2 separate regions of the Pan troglodytes genome follow, and region 2 is linked to region 1. Evidence: chromatin contacts called from public Hi-C data. All regions are on one chromosome and are shown on one strand. The core of a region is the stretch at or near the end of the contact, and the rest is flanking DNA. Distances in the headings are between cores, read along the strand shown. Region 1 overlaps NCOR2 (nuclear receptor corepressor 2). Region 2 has its middle 110 kb from the start of SCARB1.

Region 1 (4,372 bases), core at 1,065-3,564:
CACACCTTCTGTTGGAGGCCTTGCAGCTTTTGGTATCTACATCAGACTGTCCAGGGAGGTCCTTTCCCCAGTTTTTCCAGCTTCTGAGGCTGCCAGGGTCCCCATGGATTCCACTTGCTCATCCTTCCTGGCCTCTGGGCTCCCGGGCTCTTATGTGCTGATTTTGTTGGGTCTGCAACAGATACGTTATCAACGCACCTACCTGGCATTGTCTCTGATTCTCTTTGCAAAAATAACTGCCTTGGTGAAAAAGCCAGACAACAAAAGAGTGACTAGATTTTTATGGAAAATTGGGAAAATTAAAAAAAGGTGCCAAGAAGAGACGAAGTCGCTTGTAATCCCACTCTCTAAAGCCTTACCTGTCAGACATCATTAACTGATTGCCGCAAACAGCATAACTGAGTGTTCCAGGCAGACAGAACTAATCTATTGGAATTGGTGCATAAGTGAAGCCTGTCTTGTTTTGTTTGAGAGGCTTGTTACTGTCTTTTTTTTTTTTTTTTTTTAACCACAGTTTAATGTTTCTCAAATCTGGGTGTACTTGGCAATCGGTATACATCTAATTTGTTGATATTGAGTTTTACCCCCTATGATAATGGATAATGTGTTAAAGAAACAAGTATTTGGACACTTGTTAAGCAGGAAGACTATACAGGACAATTGTGCTATCAGTGTCAAGACTGTCACAATAAGGGAGAGAGACCAGGCTCAGCTCCAAATACGGCCAAGGCAGCTGAGGCCTCATAGCCTAGCCGCAGGGCGGAGGGAGGGGTCAGTGGATGGAAAATTACTAAGAGGAGCGCTTGAGGGTGGGGGGTTCCTCTGGACTGACTTAGCAGGATGCCTGCAGCTGGGCAGAGCCCCGCAAGGCCGAGGCCAAGGCCGAGGCCCCGTAGAGAGAGGATGGGTCAGAGGAGCTTGACTCAGGTGTGGGCAAGGAGAGTCTTTGTCAAATGGACGATGGTGTGTTATTAAAGGAGGAAGGTCTGCCTAAGGCTTACCCTTCTGGCTGTGATACGAGCGGGAGTTCCTCTTTTACAGGGCGGCCTTGGGGTCAGGGGTCGCTTTGTTCTGAAACCTGGTCTTTGGGCCTCGCTGGCTGTCGGGTGTTTGTCGCCGTCACTTGCCACCATCCATCCTTCTCCTGGCGAGTGAGGCCCGAGCCTCGTTCCCTCGCGTGGGCATCACTTACCCACCCTGCCAAGAGCTGGGCATCTAGGTTGGGCCTTTTCCCAGTTGTTGCTGCAAATGCATTTCTGTTTTTACAAATAATGCTGCGCCGTATGCACCTTCAGTCCTGTCTTCCCAGGCCTGCGTTTCCAAGCTTCAGCTCCTCAGGCTGGAGGGACCCACAGCCTGGCAGGGGTAGGATGGGGTGGGAGGGTAGAAAAGCGAAGACAGCTTCCTCTACTCTGGCCCCCCAGTCAACGCCAGCATGGCCGGCAGACAGAGGCCATGGTTAGGATGGTTCCAGGCCTGTATTAGCCTGTGGCCTCAGACAGCCCCATCAGACCTCCCAGGCTTGGCGGTCTCATCTGGAAGGTGGGCGTGATCGTGGGTCCCTGGGATGCTGTGTGGGAAGGATGCAGCCCAGGGCCGTTCAGCTGTCTGTGTTCCTTCTCCTCCTTGGCGTTCGGCCCCAAGGGTAGCCTCTGGCCAGATGGTCCCTGAAGTTCCCTGCAGGACTTGGGCTTATCTGCCTAGGGCAGGAGCGAGCCTGAGCAGGGAGTCCACGGCCTTGCCCACTGTGCCCTGCCGTGCCCCGCCATGCCCGTGCCCGCCCACGCTCACCACTCCTCTGTCCCCTCCTGCAGGACGTCGGGCTCCTGGAGTACCAGCACCACTCCCGCGACTATGCCTCCCACCTGTCGCCCGGCTCCATCATCCAGCCCCAGCGGCGGAGGCCCTCCCTGCTGTCTGAGTTCCAGCCCGGGAATGAACGGTGAGGAGAGAGTTGCTGCCTCCCTGTCCAGGGCGTGAGAGCTCCTTCTCAGATGGAGAAGCAGAGGCCCGTGGCAGAGCAGGAGCACACAGGGTCCTGTGAAATGAGGGGATGTCGGGCCGTGTGTTCACCTTTGACCTGGCGTGGGCGTGACTCGGGGTGAGGATGGGACAAGCAGGGAAGAGCGACGTGGCCCTCAGACTTCCAGCGTGGAACTTCAGTGGCCTCTGTGGGTTTAGGCAGCAGTGGGGACCTCCAAGCTGGGCTGCAGCAGGGCTGGGCTTCTGTGGGAAGATTTGAGTCCACACCTGGGGCCCCTGCCCTCTCCTCCCATTCTTCCTTCTTCTCCAGCTGGCAGAGGACGCCCTCTGGTGTGTGCCTGTGCTGGGCCAGCCTTACTTTCCTTGATCCAGGTGGGAAGGGAATGAACAGGTTAGGTGGTAGGGTGAGAGGGAGGTGGGGAGTGGGAGGGAGGTGGGGTGGGGAGCTGGAGGGACTGCAGCAAGGGGAGGGCCAGGGCTGGGTCAGAGCCAGCTCTCCATGCATTCACTTGGGATCGGTAGGCCACGTTCTTTCTCCCATCTTCTCTAGGAGCTTCTGCTGGAGACGGCTGAGGTGTGGGGAATTGTGCCTATTTCTCAGATGGGGCAGCTGAGGCTGCGAGGTTGAGGGATGGGCTCTTGTTTACTCAGCCAGGACTAGAAGTCGAGGCACCAGGCCCCAGCCCTTCATGGTACCACGGAGGTGTGGCAGGGCCCCAGATCAGGCGGGGCTGGTGAACTCAGGTGGGCGCAGGCGTCTGGAGGAGGGGAGGCCGAGGCAGCGTGCCTTCTGTACCTGGATTGGTTTCCTGGGCCTGCCGTCGCAACGTGCCACAAACTGGGTGGCTTCAAGCCACAGAAGTGCATTCCCGTGATCTGAAGTCAGGGCATCCGCAGCGCCGCGCCCCCTCGGAAGGCTCAAGGGGAGGATGCTTTTCTGTCTCCTCCAGCTTCTGGGGGCTACAGGCGTTCCTCAGCTGTGGCTGCATCGGTCCAATCTCTGCCTCTGCCTCTGTCTCACGTGGCCATTTCCTTGTCTGTCTCTGTGTTCTCTTGTTGTGTTACAAGGACCCCAGTGATCGTAATCCAGGATGGCCTCATCTTAGCTTCATTCCATCTGCAATGACCCTAGGTCCAAAGAAGGTCTTATTCTGAGGTTCCAGTGGCTGTGCATTTTGGGAGGATGTTATATTTTGAGGTTCCAGTGGCTGTGCATTTTGGGAGGATGTTATATTTTGAGGTTCCAGTGGACGTGGATTTTGGGAGGACGTTGTATTTTGAGGTTCCAGTGGCCGTGGATTTTGGGAGGACATTATTTGAGCCACTGCAGTGCCACTATCATGTTTAAGAGAAAACACCATGTGCTTCCTGCCAAGCCTATGTAATGGTGAAGCCCTGGGTTCTGGGCCTTGAAGAGGGGGATGTCTTGGGACCCAGCTTTGGAGGGACAAGGACTTGAGGCCCCTCCAGGGAGGTGAGCACAGAGGGGTGGCTGCCCCGCTCCCCGGGGGGGCCAGCAACACGGCCCCAGCCCGTGCTGCAGTGGGCAGCATTCGGTCAGTCTACAGGCACTGATTGAACACCTACTGTGCGCCAATACCTGGGGACAGCCATGAACAAGACAGGTGAACCACCCTGCGTTCATTCATGGGTGGGGGAGGTGGCCAGGAAACACCTGTTGTCACCAAGCGCGTGGGAGGGCAGTGGAGAGAGAGCAGACAGGCGGGTGTAGTGTGGTCTGGCCTGGGACAAGGAGGCGCCATCTGCACCACGACATGAAGGGGAGGAGCTCACGTGGAGGGCCTGAGGTCTCAGTGCTCCAGGCAGAGCCCAGCAGATGCAAAGGCCCTGGGGCAGGAGTGCAGTGGCGGGACAGCGAGGGCCAGGCCAGGCAGGGCTTGTGCAGGAGGGGAACAGCTGTGGATTCCCTGCTTAGCCTCTGGGACAAGCATTTCAGCAAGGCCCATATTCAGGCTCTTTCTGGTGGGTGATGGTTAGAGCCTCAGAGGTGGAGGCCAGGAGTCCCAGCTCTGTGGGGTGTGCTTAGTTAGGCAAGGCCATGCCCTCTCTAGGCACACTGCGGAGGAGGGTTCAGGAGAGCCAGTCGCTGGGGAAACTGGGCAGCTCCAGTCTCTGCACCGGGCTGCTAGGCTGAGTTGAGAAGGTGGTTAGGCCAGGTTCAGCAGCAAGAGTTCTGCGATCGGCCAGCGATGTCTGCCCTGCGTGGGTGAGAGGGAAATGGCATCACGGGTGCTGTTATCTGTGTTAGGCTCACAGCATTTCCCGGATGGACTGTGCCTGTGAACGACCCAGCGATCTTGTTAAAATGCAGAGTCTGACTCAGTAGGCCTCAGATGGTACTGGAGATTCTGCATTGTAGCCAGCCCCA
Region 2 (4,893 bases), core at 502-3,001, 270 kb before region 1:
ACACAATCTATCAGGGAGGTTAAGTCAAGTCCTTACAACAGTGCAGTGGGTGTCCAAAAGGTGCCGTCCAAGCATGGCAACTCTTCTGATGGTGACAACAATGATGGTGTTCCGCTTTTTTAAATTGTGGCAAAATACATCTAACATAACATTTACCATCTTAACCATTTTCGAGTGTACAGTTCAGGGGCATTGAGTACATTCACACTGTTGTGCAACAGATCTCCAGAACTTTTTCATCTTGCAGAACTGAAACTCTGTCCCCATTAAACAAGCACTCCCATTTCTCTCTCCCTAGCCCCTGGCAATTGCCATTCTACTTTCTGTCTCTATGAATTTGATGACTCTAGCTACCTCTTCTAAGTGGAATCAAACAGTATTTGTCCTTTTGTGACTGGCTTATTTCACTTAGCATAATGTCCTCAAGGTTCATCCATTGGGTTAGCACATGACAGGGTTTTCTTCCTTTTCCTGGCTGGATAATATTCCATTGTATGGATGGACCACAGTTTGTTTATCCATCCATCTGTCCGTCCGTCCATCCATCCATCCATCCATCCATCCACAAACCCTTATGTTGCCTCCATCTTTGAGCTCTTGTGAATCAACACATCAGGCTGCTATAAACTTCAGTGTGCACATATTTCTTTGAGATTCTCTTTTCTGTTCTTTTGGATATAAACCCAGAAGTGGAAGCTGAGCATGGTGACTCAGCCTGTAACCCCAGTACTTTGGGAGACAGATGTAGAAGGACTGCTTGAGCCCAGCAGTTTGAGACCAGTCTGGGCAACATCTCGAGACCTTGTCTCCAATAAAAATTTAAAAATTAGCTGGGCGTGGTGGCACATACCTGTGGTCCCAGCTACTTGGGAGGCAGAAGTGGGAGAATCACTTGAACCCAGGAGGTCAAGGCTGCAGTGAGCCATGATCACGCTGTTGCACTCCAGCCTGGGTGACAGAGTGTGATCCTGTCTCAAATAAATAAATAAATAAATAAAACCCAGAAGTGGGTTTGCTGGATCTTAGATGGTGTGGCTTTTCGGCTTGCAGGAAAGGCCTGTGGAACACAAATGCCGATCCGTGGGTTAACAGAGCAGCTGTTTACGGGGCAGATCTGAGGTCGGGTTGCCTGGTTTGGACCCCAGATCCTCTGCTTCCTGATTATGCTTCCTCCGTGAAGCCACCCACTCTGAGCCTCAGTTTCCTCCTCTGTGCAATGGGCGTGATACTAAGACCTATCCGTAGAGTGTGAGGACTAAACGGGTAAGGTGCTTCCAACAGTGCCTGATGCATAGCCAGCTCTCAACACACAATACCCACGTGTTGTTTTCCGGTGATCAGTGCCTTTGACACCGCCTTAGCCCCCCTGAAATGAAAGCACTGTAGTTGATGGCCGGCTGGCAGCAGTGTTCTTCTTCACTGTGGGAATACACCCAGAGTTTATCTCCTCCGGGCAAACCACAGGGACGACTGGGTTCATATTTGGTTACAGGTGCTGACACCACATCCCCTCTGCTGGGGTGTCCAGCCGGGGCCTTGGAGGGCTTGGGGCTGGTGCTAAGTTGGCGTTTAGCAGGGTGGGAGGGATGCTCCTTCTGCCGCTGTTCAGCTCTCTCTTTCCTAGGCCTGCTCTTCCCCCTCCACCCCTCCGCACAGATTGCAATTTCGGCCGCGGCAGGAAGAGAGGAATGAGCTTGCATAATAGAGGAACATTTGGTTCTTTCAGGCTGGGCCTGGAGAGGGGGAAGGCTTTTGTGCTGAAGTGTGCACCACGGGGGCAGACTCGAGAGGTTTCCTGTGTGCTGGGGCTGGGAGGAGCTTTGTGCATGGGAGGGATGGCCGCACTGAGGTCCAGATGGACGTGGGGGTGGGGACCGCTCCCCCAGGGAAGGGCAGATGGGGAGGGTGACTTTGCTGCTTCTCAGAGATGGGAAGCAGGGCAAGAGGAAAACCGCATAGGGCAGGGATGGGAGGCCCGGGCAGGGCTGGGCCTCGGGCGCCCTGGGCCATGCACATGGCCCCAGCAGACTGTTCCTCTCCCCAGGGCCTTTTGGGCCACTTCCTGCACACCCCAGAGAGGTCTGTGGCCTCAGCATGGAGTTAAACCTGTGCCTTCCTGATCCAAGGGGATGGTTTTGAGCTGTGAGGGGGCCTCTCCAGGACCACTGAGTCAGAGGCGAGAGAGATGGGTGTGCAAACACGGCCAGTGTCAGCAGGTCTCTCCCCAGATGTGACAACCCTCACCCGAACCGGACCCCTGGCACTGCTGATCATCAGGGTCAGAGATGGGACATTCATTCCCACTGGATATTTAAAAGCCAGAGCAGGGGTGTGCACCGTGAGTCTTTGAGGGTCTTCCATAACTTCCAATGCCATGTCTGGGTCTCTGACCTGGCTCAATCCTCACAGCAGAGGGAGGCCAGGGGCAGCTAGCCAGGCTTTCCACAAGGATTTGCTGTGCATTGACTCTGTCCTGGGCCCCGTTCTAGATGCTGGGATACAGCCGTGAACAAAGCAGACAGAGATCCAGGTGCTCCGAGGTTTATTCTAGTGGAGAAGGAGGTGGACACGGATCAAGTCAACATCAAGGCACAGACAATGGCATTGTGGGGGTACACAGCCAGCCTCAATTCCTCACCACCCCCCACATCTGTGCCCTTTACTGGGTGGCAAAGAAGTAGAGTGCATTTCCCCACCTCTTGACTTTAGGTCTGGCCATGTGACTTGCTTTGGCCATAAGAAGGCAATGGAAATGAGGCTGTGCTAGTATTGGCCCTATCCCTTCAGGGACCTTGTATTATGCTGTGCCTCTGTCACTGGGTGAGAAAAACAGGCCCTGGGTTAACTTGCTGATCCAAAGAGGAAGAGAGACAGGTGGGGCAGCCCAGCCCATCCTGGATCAGGTGACTCCCAGCCAACTGGCAGACACGGAAATGATAATGAGTGATTGCAGGTGGGAATCTTTTGTTACGCGGCATGTCGGCAGCAATAGCTAACTGATACAATCAGCTACTGCTAAGTGCTGTTATTAATGCCTTTTTATAGGCAAGAAAACTGAGACCTGCAGAGGTGAAGAAGCTGTCTTGAAGTTAGAGATGGCTGCGCCCAGACAAGAAGCCAGCTGTGCTAATTCCAGGTGGATTGTTCATTCATCCAGCCCATTTTTACCAAGCACCTACCATGTGCCTGTAATTGTGCTAGAAACTGAGGTAATTCAACGGAAAAGTTCCTTCTGTGAGCAACCTGTTAGAAGAGAGAACTCCTCTTTTCCTAGAGTTTCAGCAGAAGTCTGAGGTTTGGGTCCCATCAGCCTGGTGTGGGTCACCTGCCTGCTCTGAGCTAGTCACGGCTGCAAAAGAATGTGAAGCTCTGATTGACCAGGGTAGGTCACGTGTTCATGCTCCTCCCTGTAACTGGGAGAAGGGATGACCCCATCGGAACCAGACGGACTGAGAGCGGAGGAGAGATGGTTTTCCCAGAGAAAAAGGGGTGCTATTAAACCCCAAGAAGGGGAAATAGGTGCTGGGCCAATAAAAAAGAACAATGTATACTCCAGAGCTCCGGGGCCCTAATAAAGACCCCTGCAGCTCTCTGCTCCTTAGTGAAGCCCCCCAAGGTCCAGGGCTGCTCCAACCCCCAAGGTCCAGGGCTGTGCCAACCTCCCCTGCCTCCGACACTCCTCGTGGGCGCTCTGCCTGGCTCTCGGAAGATCAGATGTGATTTATTCCTGGCATCTGTGCCACCGCTTGCCGTGAGGTGCTTTGCAGCAGAATAATAAGTTACAGGGCCATTTATCTTGTTGGCGGCTTCGGATAAAATGAGCAGTCTGTGCAGACAGGGCCTTTAACGAACATGATCAGGGCTGTTCATTTAGAAACCAGGAGGCCTTGACATTGGCTTTAATTGAAGTGGTTAGCAGCAAGGGGCTTGGCTGGGTTTGTTCAGAATGGAGGGTTGCAGCAAAGGGCAGACTTGTCTTTGAGTCTTGTCTGTGCCTCTACTCTGTGTTTGACTTTGGGTAACCTCGGTGATCTCTTCCAGACTTTGTTTCCTCACCTGTGAAACGGAGATGTATCAGTCAGTATCGGCTCAGTTGTGTTGCAGTAACAAACAACTCCAAAATCTCATGGTTTTCTAACAACCAACGTTTGTCTCTCACCCGTGCTATGTGTCTGCTGTGTGTTGGCGATGGGCTCTGTGCCACGTCTTCTCACTCTGGGATGCAGAGGGGGCCTCTGCCATGTGGAGCATCATCGGGCTTGAGGCAGGCTGTGCACTGCTTCTTAGAGCTTCTTCTTAGATGCAACTTACATCACTTCTGCTGACATCTCATTGGCCCAGGCAAGCCACACGGCCATGCCTGACTTCTGGTGGGGGACGGGCATAGAGATGAGAAATCCTGCCTGTGACTGTTAGCAGGAAAGCTGGAGAATTATTATTTATTAGAGAGAGCAGTTCTGCTGAGCCATCGTAGAGTCAGGGTTTTTTTTTTTTTTCTTGTCCCTCCTGGGGCTGCTAATCATCTGAGCCGAATCCATTCTGTTTTTCGCTGCCAGATTAATCATTCTCCTTGTGCCTCTGCCACATCACTCCATCTGCTGTGAACTTGAGTGCCTGCTGCAGGGCATTGAAGCTGGTCAGCCTGGCACTCAAAGAACCCCTGGGCTGGCACCTCTCAAGATAGTCAAAGCTGAGTCAGAGAGGGCAGAGACTAGGTATTTCTCACTCCCCACTTCGTCTCCAGCTTCCAGAACTGGCATACAGTAGGTGCTCAGCAATTATTTGGTGCCTGGCATACAGTAGGTGCTCAGTAATTATTTGGTGCCTGGCATACAGTAGGTGCTCAGTAATTATTTGGTGCCTGGCATACAGTAGGTGCTCAGTAATTATTTG

Evidence for each region. A called contact is a pair of places that touch in the nucleus more often than the background predicts.
Region 2: a Hi-C map of induced pluripotent stem cells shows a contact between it and region 1, with 1.6 times the contacts expected there. The contact joins two enhancer-like sites.

What each region holds. Positions count from the first base shown.
Region 1 is chr10:131,312,188-131,316,559 of NHGRI_mPanTro3-v2.0_pri, reverse strand. It overlaps NCOR2 (nuclear receptor corepressor 2), which reads left to right. Exons shown (of 48, transcript XM_024348140.3): 4 at 1,815-1,942. Among named protein-coding and RNA genes, the nearest start is that of NCOR2, 81 kb to the left of the region's middle. Within about 2 kb of position 2,314, at least 7 of the 24 cell types and tissues checked have an H3K27ac peak or open chromatin away from gene starts, as enhancers often do. A contact at or near this core is called in induced pluripotent stem cells, where this site is marked.
Region 2 is chr10:131,580,534-131,585,426 of NHGRI_mPanTro3-v2.0_pri, reverse strand. No RefSeq gene overlaps it. Among named protein-coding and RNA genes, the nearest start is that of SCARB1, 110 kb to the left of the region's middle. Within about 2 kb of position 1,751, at least 17 of the 24 cell types and tissues checked have an H3K27ac peak or open chromatin away from gene starts, as enhancers often do. A contact at or near this core is called in induced pluripotent stem cells, where this site is marked.